Linked DNA regions of Mus musculus: region 1 is linked to region 2. The links are chromatin contacts, called in public HiChIP or PLAC-seq maps. All regions are on one chromosome and are shown on one strand. The core of a region is the stretch at or near the end of the contact, and the rest is flanking DNA. Distances in the headings are between cores, read along the strand shown. Region 1 has its middle 12 kb from the start of Gm32144. Region 2 overlaps Vti1a (vesicle transport through interaction with t-SNAREs 1A).

Region 1 (6,917 bases), core at 595-3,094, 660 kb after region 2:
GAGGGTAGAGGGAATTCCAGCGGGGACCCTAGGCAAGGCAGCATTGTGAATAATGAGCCCCCTGTTCAATCAGAGGTGGCTCCAAGCGAGATACTATGCTGAAGGTTTTATGTGGGGACCACAGGTCACCATTTCTCACAGAAACATCCATCACATGAGATATTGCCAAAAGGTGCGTTTCTTACAATACATGGCATTTCATCATTGAGATTAGTTTATTTGACAGTGTGTGTGTGTGTGTGTGTGTGTGTGTGTGTGTGTGAGAGAGAGAGAGAGAGAGAGAGAGAGAGAGAGAGAGAGAGAGAGAGACCATGAAAGGTAGCCTTGTTCCTGGTTGAACTAAAGCTGGAAACCACTGTGATCCTAAAGGAGATGAAAGGCGTGTTTCACCGGTTCCTGCACACCAGGTCCCTGTCACTAGTCTCGGCCCCCCATAGATTTGTGCCCATCAGTCACTTAGGGGCAACGCTCCAAGCCCCTCCACAGGTAGAGGATTTGAAGTGTGGTCACATAGGTTCAAGACAGATCTCTATTTTTATGAGGTACCTAAAGGTTGGGGGACGTAGGCAATAAGCTTTCCTTCCCAGACACTCTTCCCTGCAAAAAGGTATTTAACCTCAGGTCCACCCTGAGAAGTGGGGTACACAGTCTTACTCATCCACTTTCCGCCATGACAATAAATGTCTTAAAACCATGGACTTCCTCTTTTCTTCATGATCCGCCTTGGGGAGCCATGGAGAAGGCCTTTGCCTACAGAGCGGCTGTCTAATCTGTAGAAGGCCTCTCTATGCTCCAAGCCAAGATCGAGCCCAAACTCAAGCCTACTTTTGCAGTCAAGCCAAGAACTTTCCTCGTGGGACCAGCTGGAGCTCCTCCTAACCCCACAACACACAAGCACACACACACACACACACACACACCGCCCTCGGGCCAGATCCAACCAGAGGGTCCCCACTCCATTCTCAGCTTTTCCAAGGCTTCCATAGGTGCCTGGGTGTCTGTGAGCCTGAGAACCAGACAGCCCCAGCCTTGGCCTCCTCACAGGCCTGGGGACCCTGAGCCTGCTCCAGCTCTCAGACTGCAATTCCCCACCTCCAGAGTTGTGTCCCTGGGCTGCCCTACAGCCCAGCCCTGTAGCAGAGCAGACTCGGGACCCCATAACCCTACGTGTGTGTGTGTGTGTGTGTGTGTGTGTGTGTGTGTGTGTGTGTGTGAAGATCTCATACTATATATAGTCCAGATTGACCTCAAACTCACAGTGATCCTCCTGCCTCAGCCTCTCAAGGGTTGGAACTACAGGTGTGTACCACCATACTCAGCTGAGGGGCAGTTTTTCCTTTTCTTATTCAGTGACAGATAAAAGCAACTGGGGGCAACTGAGATTTGTGTAACTCAGCGCTACTTCATTGCGATTTGAATGTGAAATGTCTTGCATAAACATCTGTATTCAGACGGGTCTCAGCAGGAGGCGTTTGGAGAGGTTATGGAACAACCAGACTGTGAGGTTTCGCTGGATGAAATCCATCTGGGGGGGGGGGGCTGGGGGGGGCCTTTGACGTGTTACAGCCAAGTTTCACTTTCTGTTCTTTCTGTGTTCTGCTTTGCAATGCCAGGAGCACTGAGCATGCGCAGCTACGATGTAGTCCCTGTAACCTCTGGATGGGTTAAACACTTTCTCTCTGCCTTTGTTTTTTTATCAGAGTATTTTATCACAGCAATGGAAGGAGATATCGGTCTTACAGATTGAGGACACCGAGGCTCAGAGAAACAGGTTAGGAGACCCGTCCATGGCCTCATGGCCTCTATCTGTACTTGAAATGGGCTACGCTTGCTTCCAGAGAGGCAGCAGGAGGAGAGCTATCCTTCAGGGTGGGGAGTGTCTGCTCTTCAGGCAAGCCTGAGAGGAAGAGGACATCGCAAGACTGCACGCAGGCTGGTGAGCTGCAGGGTGGGATAGAGAGTCAGGAGGACCTAGGGCGGGCTCCACATTGTCAGTGCTCAGCTCCCAGACTTCAACTGACTTTAAGACTCTGCCTCCAGCTTAGATGCAGTTGTTAAATAAATTATTGTATTGGTTAATGGCTGGATCCATCAGTCAATCAACTGGCTGATCAATCGGTTGGTTGACTTGGGGGTGCCATGGCACCTCTGTGGAGGTAAGAAAAGAACATATACTCTACTGTGTGGTCTCAGGTTATCAGCAAGCACCTTTGTCCACACAGCCACGTCCCTCGCCCAGATTCACTTTAATTCATGATAGCTGAATTGTCGACAGAAAACAAGCAAAACCCACAAAGGAAACATCCCCTGCAGATCAGACCAACTGTGACTGACGTTTCAGTAGAGGCTTCCGTAGTGGCAGCTGGAAGTGGAAGAATTCTGAACTCTGATGTTAAGAAAACACACTAAGGCTGGGCAGTGGTGGCGCACGCCTTTAATCCGAGCACTTGGGAGGCAGAGGCGGGCAGATTTCTGAGTTCGAGGCCAGCCTGCTCTACAGAGTGAGTTCCAGGACAGCCAGAGCTACACAGAGAAACCCTGTCTCAAAAAACAAACAAACAAACAAACAAACAAACAAACAACCCAAAAAACCCCACACTAAGTCCTGATCTTGGCTTTTGTGAATGTATGCATGCATGTGTGTTGTGGGATCCAACGACTGGACTCTCTCTGTACCCCAGGCTGGCCTTACTAGATGGGGATGCAGGCCTGGCATATTGCACTTTTTAAGGAAGTCTTAGTTCCTTGAACTCCCTGAGCCTCAGTGTGTTTGGTTGCAAAATGGGAACAGTAAGGACACCAGCCAGGAAGTGCAGTTGTAAATATTTCCTGAGGGTGAGGGGGAGCCTGGCGTGGCTTGTTCTCAGCAAATTGAAGTTAGGGTTTTATTATTGCTGCTGTGAGGTCATCTTGGTGATAGACAGCTCGGGACCTTTCTGTCCACACTGCTCCTGAGACCACAGGCATCATGTATTAGCCCCTCCTCCCTCTGCCTCCCCAGACCCCTGGGAAGGGCGGTGCCTGCTCTCTAGCGCCCCCAGGTGTTCATGATGGTAGTTCATGCACTTTGTTTTCTCCCTGTGCCTTCCTCTCGGCCAGAGATCTTGGGCTAAAGGATCAGGGCCAGGGAGTAAGTAAGAGCCTTGCCACAAACGGAGGGAAGGAGCGTTCTGGACTCTCCCAGGAGCTTCCTAGGGGATCAACCCAAGTGGTACTCCAAACACTTCCCCAAGCCCCAGGACTCCAAGATTCTCAGGTGTGCTGGCTCCGCGGCTCGGACCCTCTGTCAAGCTCCTAATTCAGTGACCTGTGAGTTCATCATAGAGGAAGAGGACGGGACTATGACGGTCACTCTCTGACATGAAACTTAGGGTTGTCCCTCTCCAACTCTGTTTATCTGAGGTGCCCACCTTTGATCTCCAATGCAAAGTCAAATGTCACCTCCTCCAAGATGCCCTCCTGGCTCTCGGACAAGCTCTGGAAATCCCAGAGGTCTTTTCACAAATGCACTAGAATTTGCCAGTCTGCCTATCCTACATGGTCCTCCCTCTCTTCCCTGACAGCACAGAGCTATAATATAGTAGACGCTCAATAAATACAGGCTGGACAAAGACATAGATGACTAAATGCCTGTTCCCGCATTCTGCTGGAAGTTGCAAGGAAATTATCCATTAGATCTTTGCATCTGCCTGCTGTGGCACAAGTAGTCTGAGATTAATGACAGCAGCCACAATAAAAGAAACAACATCCCTCCCCGCTGGACTCTTGCTTTATTGAGGCCTGGCTTACAAGTTGGATTTGGTATCCTTGTCTTTACTGCCCTCTTGTGGTAAAACATTGCTACTGCATCCAGGAAAGTTAGAAACTTCATTAAAAGCAAAGACCCTGTTTTTACCCCCTGAAGTAATGTTTTTAGAATTCCTGAATCAGTTCAAGCCAGGGTCCCACGCTCTGTATGCATCTGTGACCTTCAGTCCATATTCCCAAATTATAAGGGAACTGTAAGAATGATAAATAGGCCCAACCCTAAAACAGCATCATTATACACACCACATCGATTCTGGATTAGAGCTGTTGGATACTTCAGTGTGGCGGGGAAGGATGTGATAAGTATATAGCAAGTTTCTTCCAATCAAGACATTAAAATAACTGTAGAAATCTCATCCAAAGCAAGTGGCTGCAGATCACACCAACCATCCGGAATATACAAAGAAGGAGACTGAGATTCATGTAGTCTAACTCCCAAAGTTTGGAGCCAGACACTGGTCCCACCACACTGTCTAGTTGACTCTAAAAAGCTGCTTTCTCTCTGTGAATGCTGTTTCCCCAATATGGTTCAGCTGGAAAACCTGCTATACAGAGTTGTGACAGTAAGTGAGAATTTGAAATGACAGGGCCAGGACTTCAGGGTGCTGCTGGCATCCAGTGAGCTCTGATACAAACTAGCCATAACTACAATAAGTCCTTAACTGTCTGGTGCAGATCAACAATTGAAGGGAGTCAGATCTCACACACACACACCAGCCAATAAAATAAGGTGCTTGTTGATATGGTAGTCCATGATAAGTTGAGACAAGCAACTGTTAGAGGCTGCAGGAAGAGGCAAACATCCATTGGCTCTTAAACAAAATCTACTTCCATTTCTCCCTCTTCTATCCACGGTAGACATCACTAATCAGTAGTCTGCCTTTCTTTTACCCATGGCAGACATTATTCATCAATAACGTCTTCTTCCTATAACCGCAGCAGACATCACTAATCGATAGCTTCTGCTTACACTCATGGATACATTGTTAATCAGGACTTTCACGTAGACCATGTATCTATTTCAGAGTATACATCACAGAGGGCTCTAGGCACTTACAACAACTGAGCAGAGTGGGAAAATGTCAGACAATGGAAACTATCTTTCCAGGTCATGGCACCTGGGTAGATTAAAGCAGCACTGGGGAAGGAGGAAGGCATTTTAGCCAGAGGCAGTGGAGTCAGAAGAAGTGTGAGTGAAAAGGCAGATCTAAGAGGAAGAGGAAGTGAATTAAAGATGGGCTGGGTTATAGAGCCCTTGACAGCTGGCTTTGGAGAAGTCAGAGACAACAGGGAACCTCACACATCATTGGGCAGGTGTCTTAGTCAGGGTTTCTATTCCTGCACAAACATCATGACCAAGAAACAAGTTGGGGAGGAAAGGGTTTATTCGGCTTACACTTCCATACTGCTGTTCATCACCAAGGAAGCCAGGACTGGAACTCAGGCAGGTAGGTCAGGAAGCAGGAGCTGATGCAGAGGCCATGGAGGGATGTTCCTTACTGGCTTGCCTCCCCTGGCTTGCTCAGCCTACTCTCTTATAGAACCCAAGACTACCAGCCCAGAGATGGTCCCACCAACAAGGGGCCATTCCCCCTTGATCACTAATTGAGAAAATGCCTTAGAGTTGGATCTCATGGAGGCATTTCCTCAACTGAAGCTCCTTTCTCTGTGATAACTCCAGCTGTGTCAAGTTGACACAAAACTAGCCAGTACAATTGACCCCTTGTCAACTTGACACACAAACACATCACTAGTAAGCCTCAACCCTTACATTCTTATTCATCCCCAAGATCTAAATAACTTTAAAAGTCCCACAGTCTTTACATATTCTTAAAATTTCAATCTCTTTAAAATATCCATCTCTTTTAAAATCCAAAGTCTTTTTTACAATTAAAAGTCTCTTAACTGTGGGCTCCACTAAAACAGTTTCTTCCTTCAAGAGGGAAAATATCAGGGCACAGCCACAATCAAAAGCAAAAGTCAATCTCCAACCGTCCAATGTCTGGGATCCAACTTACGATCTTCTGGGCTCCTCCAAGGGCTTGGGTCACTTCTCCAGCCATGCCCTTTGTAGCACACGCGTCATCCTCTAGGCTCCAGATGCCTGTACTCCACTGCTGCTGCTGCTCTTGGTGGTCATCTCATGGTACTGGCATCTCCAAAACACTGCATGACCCCTTCAGTCCTGGGCCATCAATTGCAACTGAGGCTGGACTTTCACCAATGGCCTTCCATGGCCTCTCACAGTGCCAAGCCTCAGCTGCTCTGCTCAACTCCTTCATGCCTTCAAAACCAGTACCACCTGGGTGACCCTTACACATTACCAAGTCCAGCCACAGCACAAGGTACAACTTTAGCTATATCTGGAACACAGCCACTGTGCTCTCAGAAAACACTTCCCAGAAGATGTCACCTCAATGATGCTGGTCTCTTCTTAATCACCGCTAATTTCTTAGCTCCAGCTAACCAGCATCAATAGTCCCAGTAATGCAAAGTTTTTGCTTTAGTAGTTCTGGTATCTTGTTAACCACAGCTGATTCTTCAGCCCCAGCTAACCAGAACTACAGAATCTTCACATTCAAAACAGCAATGGCCCTGAAAAGAGTCTTTAATTTTCCCTCTGAAATTTCACAAACCAGACCTCCATCTTCTGCAGTGTTCTCAACATTATCTTCCAAGCTCCTACACAACATCTGACAGAGCTCTTAACAACGGATGGATCTTCAAGCCCAAAGTTCCAAAGTCCTTCCACAGTCCTCCCCAAAACATGGTCAGGTTGTCACAGGAATACCCCACTCTGCTGGTACCAATTTGTCTTAGTCAGGGTTTCTATTCCTGCACAAACATCATGACCAAGAAACAAGTTGGGGAGGAAAGGGTTTATTCGGCTTACACTTCCATACTGCTGTTCATCACCAAGGAAGCCAGGACTGGAACTCAGGCAGGTAGGTCAGGAAGCAGGAGCTGATGCAGAGGCCATGGAGGGATGTTCCTTACTGGCTTGCCTCCCCTGGCTTGCTCAGCCTACTCTCTTATAGAACCCAAGACTACCAGCCCAGAGATGGTCCCACCAACAAGGGGCCATTCCCCCTTGATCACTAATTGAGAAA
Region 2 (6,902 bases), core at 2,426-4,925:
CCTGTGCTTCTGCCTGTTCTGGTGGTCCAAAAGCATCTTTGCAGACTGCATCGGACCTCACAGGAGACAGGAGATACAAAAGTAAAAAAACTGTGTGTGGCGCAGGGTGATGGTGGAGGGTAAGAGTGGGAGCCTGCAGAACAGTGCTGCTGTGGATCTGCCCTCAGGTAGTGTTGCTGCATTCCTGCGCCTCCCAACTTGATCAACCAAGTTCCTTAACCAAGCCAGTGCAGAGGGAGAGAGTGGTGAAGCTTATGGGCAGGGCAGTCACAGATGGTGAATCTGACACCAAGGACAGGGGCTTGCTTTATGGCACATGGCCAGACCCGGATGTCTCTCCTTTCTGGTGGACCGAGTAATGCTTAGGACTCAGTCCTGGAGGGCAGGTGGGAGTCCAGGGAAAGACCTGTGGGTGGGGTAGCATTCTTAGCCGGGAACCAAGGAGGAACCGCGGTAAGCAAGACCCAGAGTAAGGAGGCTCTTAAGAGGAAGGCATGGGAGCTTCTGAGGCTGTTTCACAGAGGCCACCCACTGTCACCATGGGCCATGTGAGCCTGCCAAGGCCAGGACTGCCAATGCCTGTACTGGGTTACAGTCTCCCTCTTTATAAATGCTGACGATTTTTTTTTAATTATTATTTAAACTGAGCAGGTCAAAGCAACGTATATGCATAGGACTATCTAGCCATGGACTGGCTGGCAGCTGGCGGCTTCTGTTCTGACCCAATCCATTCATACTATGCAGCTGGCATGTTCTTCTATAAGTAGTTCGAATTTCAATAGGGTCCTGGCACCTAGAGAGGGCACGGGGCTGGCCTAAAATCACCTCAGAATAGCTCGCCAGGGAGTTGGAGATATGGCTCAGTGCTTAGGAGTCCTCTGCTTTTGCGGACTCTGGTTCAGATCTCAGCACCCACGTAGTAGCTCACAGCTCTCTGGCACTCCAAGGCTAGGGATACAATGCTCTCTTTTGGCATCTGTGGGTACTACATGTACGTACACACACACACACACACACACACACACACACACACACACAACCACATAAACCTTTGTTTCTAAACTTTTTGATAGTGCTTTAACATAAAACAACATATAATATAAATATAAATATAAATAACATATAAACAAAAATTTGGCTAAAAGGTGGTAGCTTTCTAAATAGGAAGAATTAATCCCAAACATTATCTTAAAAGACACACAACTCCGCAGCTGACTGTCAGTAACACCTTAGTTCTGCCACATTTTAAAAGTCACCGTCTAGTTTCTTTCCTAAACAGAAACTGTCCTTAGTAGGCTTCAGTGTCAGCTTTGGGGTGCAGGGCACCACCCGCTGCCTGGCTAGTTTAAATGGCTAGTTTTCAGAAATTAATCAGACAGGTGGAACATGGGTATAGAGAAGTTTCTCTATTCTCCCTCCCCCACCTCCCCCTCCCTCCTTCCCCCCCCCCACCCCTCTCTCACTGAACATGCAGGACCCAGAGGCAGGAGGTGCCCCATCCCACAAGGTGGCACATAGAAGAAAGAGCCCAGCAGTCCAGAGGCTGGGTTCATATGGACTCAAATCTGGAGGTGACCCTGCCGCTTTTCAACTCTCTGGCCCCGGAAAAGTTAACTCAGCTATATAATCTTTATATGTCAGACGCTAACCAAATACTCTGTCAGATACATGGTTTACAGATATACCCCCCCCCCCCACTCCTCATTTCTCTTGTCTTCATGAAAGCTTTTCTTTTAAAGATTTATTTATTTATTATATGTAAGTACACTGTCGCTGTCTTCAGACACTCCAGAAGAGGGCGTTAGATCTCGTTACGGATGGTTGTGAGCCACCATGTGGTTGCTGGGACTTGAACACTGGACCTTTGGAAGAGCAGTCGGGTGCTCTTACCCACTGAGCCATCACACCAGCCCTTTTTTTTTTTTTTTTTTTTTTAGATTTATTTAAAAGCTTTTCTTTATGGCAAAGACCAAGTTGTTTTCTCTTGGCTGCTTCTGCTTTGGTGTCCTGCGGAAGGAACTGACACTAAACCAGTGACAGAAAGAGCTCTTCTTTTGTTTTCTTTGAGGTTTAGACTTGTGGGTCCTTCTTGCTGGCCATTGATGCATTTAGAGTTCATGCTTGGATATGGTGTGAGGTAAAGGTTCATACAGATACTTGTAAAGCCACCATCGTGAAGGAAGAAAGAGAACTCTGGGTTCATGTGGCCATTGTCTAACAGGACATGGAGCAACAAGGACAGAACTGGCTGGGTCATAATCTCCCAGCAGCTCCCAGATGTCATCCTTGGCGTAAAGTGTTTTTTCCCTTTCTCAGCTGAGGCGTAACATTTGAGCATCTCCATGGAGTGTGGTCTGATCATTCATTACATGTGTGCGATGTGTAATAATGAATTCAGGGTAGTAAGCATTCCGCCTCTTCCAACATTAATCGTTTCCATGCGACGGGAGCTCAGAGCATGTGATTCTACAGCGCCCAGATGTGTTCAGGAGATTATCTAACCATCAGTGGGGCAGTATAACTAACGTCTGTCTCTTACGCCCCTGCCATCTCCTGGCCTTGGAGCAGAAGTTAGAAAGAAGAGAGAACTGACTTTATCCTCAGATGACTAAGACAAGGCCCGGTGGCATCAACCAATACTTCAGTTCTCAAAATGAGAGAGGCATAGACATAGCAAAGGCCAAGTCCTGTGGTAACCACGGTTGCCAAGCCAAGAGCCATACTGTGCCTGGGAGCCCAAGTCCATCTGAGGGCAAACACTTGCAGTGAGCAGACTTAGAAATAAGTTCCAGGCAATGGTGTCAAGTTCTTCCATTTTTCAAGTGACACAGTTGATCTGATTCATAGGAAGTACCTGGAAGTGTCGTGAGTCAATTAAATCTTATTGCCTGGAAACCATTTATAAGAGGTCATAAATTATTGAAACAACACAATTAGAAGTCCCACAAGCAAATGAGTTTCATGTGTTATGTATAGGACTCCCCTGAACCTGAGGACCCATCAAATTGATAGAGTATGTTTATGCGGATTGTGGTGCCCTTCTGTGTTCACAGGAGTGTGTTACCATGCAACAAGGCTGGCATAGCCCAGGCTAGACCAAAACAAGGAAATGAGCTTTCCACCCATGGGAATGATGCTGGCTGTGTCCCAGTCAGCCAGGACTATTCGACTGTCTTGTCCTTAACATGCACTCAGCAAATGCTGGTCATCTGGCAGGAGAGTGCGGAGGGGGTCCTACAACTGGATTTGAAGATTGCTTTTCTAATAGCACTACCTTCAATTTTATTTTTTAATATGTGTGTGTGTGTGTGTGTATGTGTGTGTGTGTGTGTGCGCACACAGGCTCTAAGGGTTGTCTTGATCTATTCCCATGTAAAACAATGGTTTTGTCTGTGGGCTACGAAGCATAGTTTAAGGTGACATAAGACAGTGTAACACTGGTCCCCTTGCCACCAGATCTATGTATGGTTTACTTAAATAAAGAACTGCCCTAGAACACAGCCATGCATGATCTCAGCCCAGAGTTCTTCCCCCAGCCCCTCAGAACTTCTCTCTGTAAAGTCATCCCCTCCGTTGCTGAGGTACCTGAAGGATATGAGGATCGAAGGAAGCCCAAGCCCCATGAGGTTAATGATCAACACCTTATTTTCACCATGTTGACTGTTTCAGCCCCGAGCTTAGGTTGTTATCAAGGCAAACCACACCAGTGCAGACAAACTGGGAACAAAAGGCTGGTCAGAACTAGTGCAAAGGCGGCAAATTTGAGCAGAGTAATTAAAACAGGATAAAGGCAGAAACAGTTACACAGAGCGCCGGTCTTTCTTGTACATGCGGCTCAATTTGTGGGTTTTAAATATCACCGGATAACTTTCCGAATCTATCCATGCCTTCTTCACTGGTGGCAAATGTGTCACGTGATCTGGGAGAATAAACAGTTCCTTGTTAATTAATTTATACAGCTGTCAGTGTGGCTCTCTCAGTCTCTGCTCTCTAAGTGTTTCCCTGCCATAGATTTTTCTTGCCATTCCTTGGCAAGCCTCCAGTGAGAGCCTGGGATTTATAAGGCAGACTTGGTGCAAAGTCTATTGATTGTGGCCCCAAGGGTAATAACTAACTAGAGCCAGAGCAACAAGTCAATAACCGCATTGTTGCCGCAGCCCGCACTCGCCGGGGGAGTGAGATTGTTTTACAGCAGCCGAGGGGAATCATGGGCAGATCAGTGTGCTCAACACGCGCTGGCTGCGCAGCGTTAGTGCCGAGGACCATTTGAAGACTTTGAGCAGGATCGCGCTGGCTGCGCAGCGTTAGTGCCGAGGACCATTTGAAGACTTTCAGCAGGATCGAGGGAGGATGGGGTGGGGTACTGGGATTACAAGCCCTGTGAACTCCTTCATTACAGCTTAAAGGTTTCAACTTTAGTTTTTAACATCTGCTGCAACCTCAGAGAGTTGAGGTTCAGGGCTGATGTGAGGGAGGGCAGGCTCTTGCGCCCAAGCACTAGATGGTCCGCTCAGCTCGCTGTGTGTCCCTGAACTCTGTGCACAGAGAGAATGCCTCCCAGCTGTTGTCTGTCTTCTGCGCCTTCCTGATGAGTGACATTGCCATAGTGAGTCAGACCCAAATGGGAACACAGAAGCCAGTTGTCCACGGGTCTCCAGTGACCCAGACTGGACGTTTTGCAAATCTCTCACAGTGTGTGTGTGTGTGTGTGTGTGTGTGTGTGTGTGTGTGTGTTTTAAAAGTATTCTGTGCAAGACTGATAATTTTTCCCACTCTTTCTTACTTTAATGAATCATATGGAAATTTATGCCAAAATATGAAACTCGAGAAGCTTTTTCAAACTTTCTTGCAGTGTGAGTCACTTTAACGGAAGGTCCGGCCGGGCACGTGTGCCTCTCCACCCGCTCTCCATCCTCCGGCAAAGCAGAGCGTGCTCACTGTTCCTAAGAACGAAATCAGTGCCAGGCCAGCAAGTGAAGAAAAGGGTGAAGGGCCTGCCACCCAGACAGCCTACACTTAGTCGCTAGGACCTATGTGATAGATTGAAAGAACCAACTGCCACAAGCTAGCTTCTTATACCACCCTCCCCTCCCACATATAAAATACATGTAACTAACATTTTTTAAGTAAGGTATAGTTTATTCAGTACTACCATCCAACATTTGATTCAAGCAGGCTACTGTGAGACGTGAGTGTCTTCTTATCAGGTTTTTTCGTTGTGGCTTCGAGGGTTGTTTGCTATTTCATCTAAATGAAGAAATCCTGGTCTACTAAAGTTCACCTTTGTGATGCCAGCATTTTGTGACATAGCAAGATGACCAAGCTTTGGCAGAAGAAGGGAGAAGCCTGCAACAGAAGTTCAGGAAGTTAGTGGCACACTTCCCTAAGAGAAGCCATTAATAATCACCACAAAGGATGAGTGAATGAATGAATGAATGACAACAAGCATCCCAGTTTGCAAAGGAAGCATTTCATTTCATTTCAGTGGTCATGTTTATCATAACCAGACTCGAGACACCACAGTACCAGTACAGACAACCACATTGCGCTTGCAGGGATTTCCCTTGCCAGGGCCAGCTATCTCTGTCCACTAGGCAGTCTCCTGTGGGTCAAAATCCTTTCAGTGGGGTAAACAGGGCATGAGCAGTGGGAAATGATAGCTCTGTTCTGGAAAGTTAAGGAGGTGGCATTTGAGCTTGTAAACCAGTGGCCACCTGAGTTATCTTTTTATGGAGACTAGATTTTTGACACACAGATAAGCTCAGCAGGACTTAGCAGTGACTTTTAAAAAACCAACCAAACAAACAAACAAAAAGGCACCAGGCTCTACAGCGTAGACCTCCTGTCTTTTCATAGCCCAGTAGCTTAATAGAGACTCAGGCACACTCATAGAAGCCAGTGTGGGGAGCCAGACCTGTTTTGAGCCATTTCAGGATAACCAGGAGTTTGAAAATGTCCCTTTGGTCTGTAAGTGTGTGCTCACATGATTCCTCTAAAAGGCCAGTGCATTAAATCTTTGCTTTGACAATTAGATCATCTTCAACCGTTTCCAGCCAGCAAGTGGTTTTCATTACTTTATTGGGGCGGGGTGTCTGTCTCTCTGTCTGTCTGTCTGTCTCTCATGTGTGTGTGTGTGTGTGTGTGTGTGTGTATACACATGTGTACAGTTTCTGTGTGGGTTGTTCTGAACAGACATCCAGATATTATTGCATCCCTTCAGCAGGTGGGATTGGAGAGCAGGGGAGGCCCTCCTCTGCATAGCCTGTGTGCTGTAGGTCTGCTGCTCTGTAGGGCCTGCTCCTCTCCTACAATCTTCTCTTGTTGCTCTTGTTGTCCCGATCTCTAGATTCCCAGAGATTCGCTTCCTGTTACAAGCTACTTGTTAGCATTCAGCTCTGAGTTGTCAATACTAACTGTTTAATTCCACACTTACCCGGACACCTGGAATGTTGATAATCAGGGGTTTGGGCAGCAAGGTGCTTTTGGGAAAGGAGCTTAGCAATTTCACATGTAGCTTCCTTCCTTAGATGGACACGTTATGTCAGAATCCAACTTGTGAGTGTTTGAAAGCAAGATTGAAAAGTCAGCCCATTTTCCTCCTCATGACTTCTGGAGGCAGCATGTATGTTGGGGGTTGGGGGGGGGGGGAGGCTGGAGCCTGGCTGTCTCCGAGTGTTGCGGGACTTCCCAGGTGTCAGGTGACAGCCCCAGGTGGGCTCTCCCACTTACCCCGTGCTGACCTTATCAGGTGTGCATTGTGGCTCCCATTTTATAGATCGGGAAGGTAAATATCAGAAAGGTTGATGATTTACTCAAAGCCACCTAGCTGATAAGTAGAAAGCAAAGTCATCACGGTGGCCCACTGGTCTGTCACTACCCGGTCTCCACTTCCTCTGCCCTCT

The links. HiChIP or PLAC-seq counts read pairs in DNA pulled down with a chosen protein or histone mark.
Region 1: an H3K27ac HiChIP or PLAC-seq map of extraembryonic endoderm stem cells shows a contact between it and region 2, with 4 times the contacts expected there. The contact joins two enhancer-like sites. A contact is called at or near these places in 1 of 484 Hi-C or Micro-C datasets (myocytes) and 3 of 115 datasets of contacts at active chromatin or transcription factors (astrocytes, embryonic stem cells and extraembryonic endoderm stem cells).

The regions. Positions count from the first base shown.
Region 1 is chr19:56,251,912-56,258,828 of GRCm38.p6, forward strand. No RefSeq gene overlaps it. Among named protein-coding and RNA genes, the nearest start is that of Gm32144, 12 kb to the right of the region's middle. Within about 2 kb of position 1,845, at least 26 of the 459 cell types and tissues checked have an H3K27ac peak or open chromatin away from gene starts, as enhancers often do. A contact at or near this core is called in extraembryonic endoderm stem cells, where this site is marked.
Region 2 is chr19:55,589,361-55,596,262 of GRCm38.p6, forward strand. The region is part of intron 7 of Vti1a (vesicle transport through interaction with t-SNAREs 1A); the gene reads left to right. Among named protein-coding and RNA genes, the nearest start is that of Gm41871, 110 kb to the right of the region's middle. Within about 2 kb of position 3,676, at least 80 of the 459 cell types and tissues checked have an H3K27ac peak or open chromatin away from gene starts, as enhancers often do. A contact at or near this core is called in extraembryonic endoderm stem cells, where this site is marked.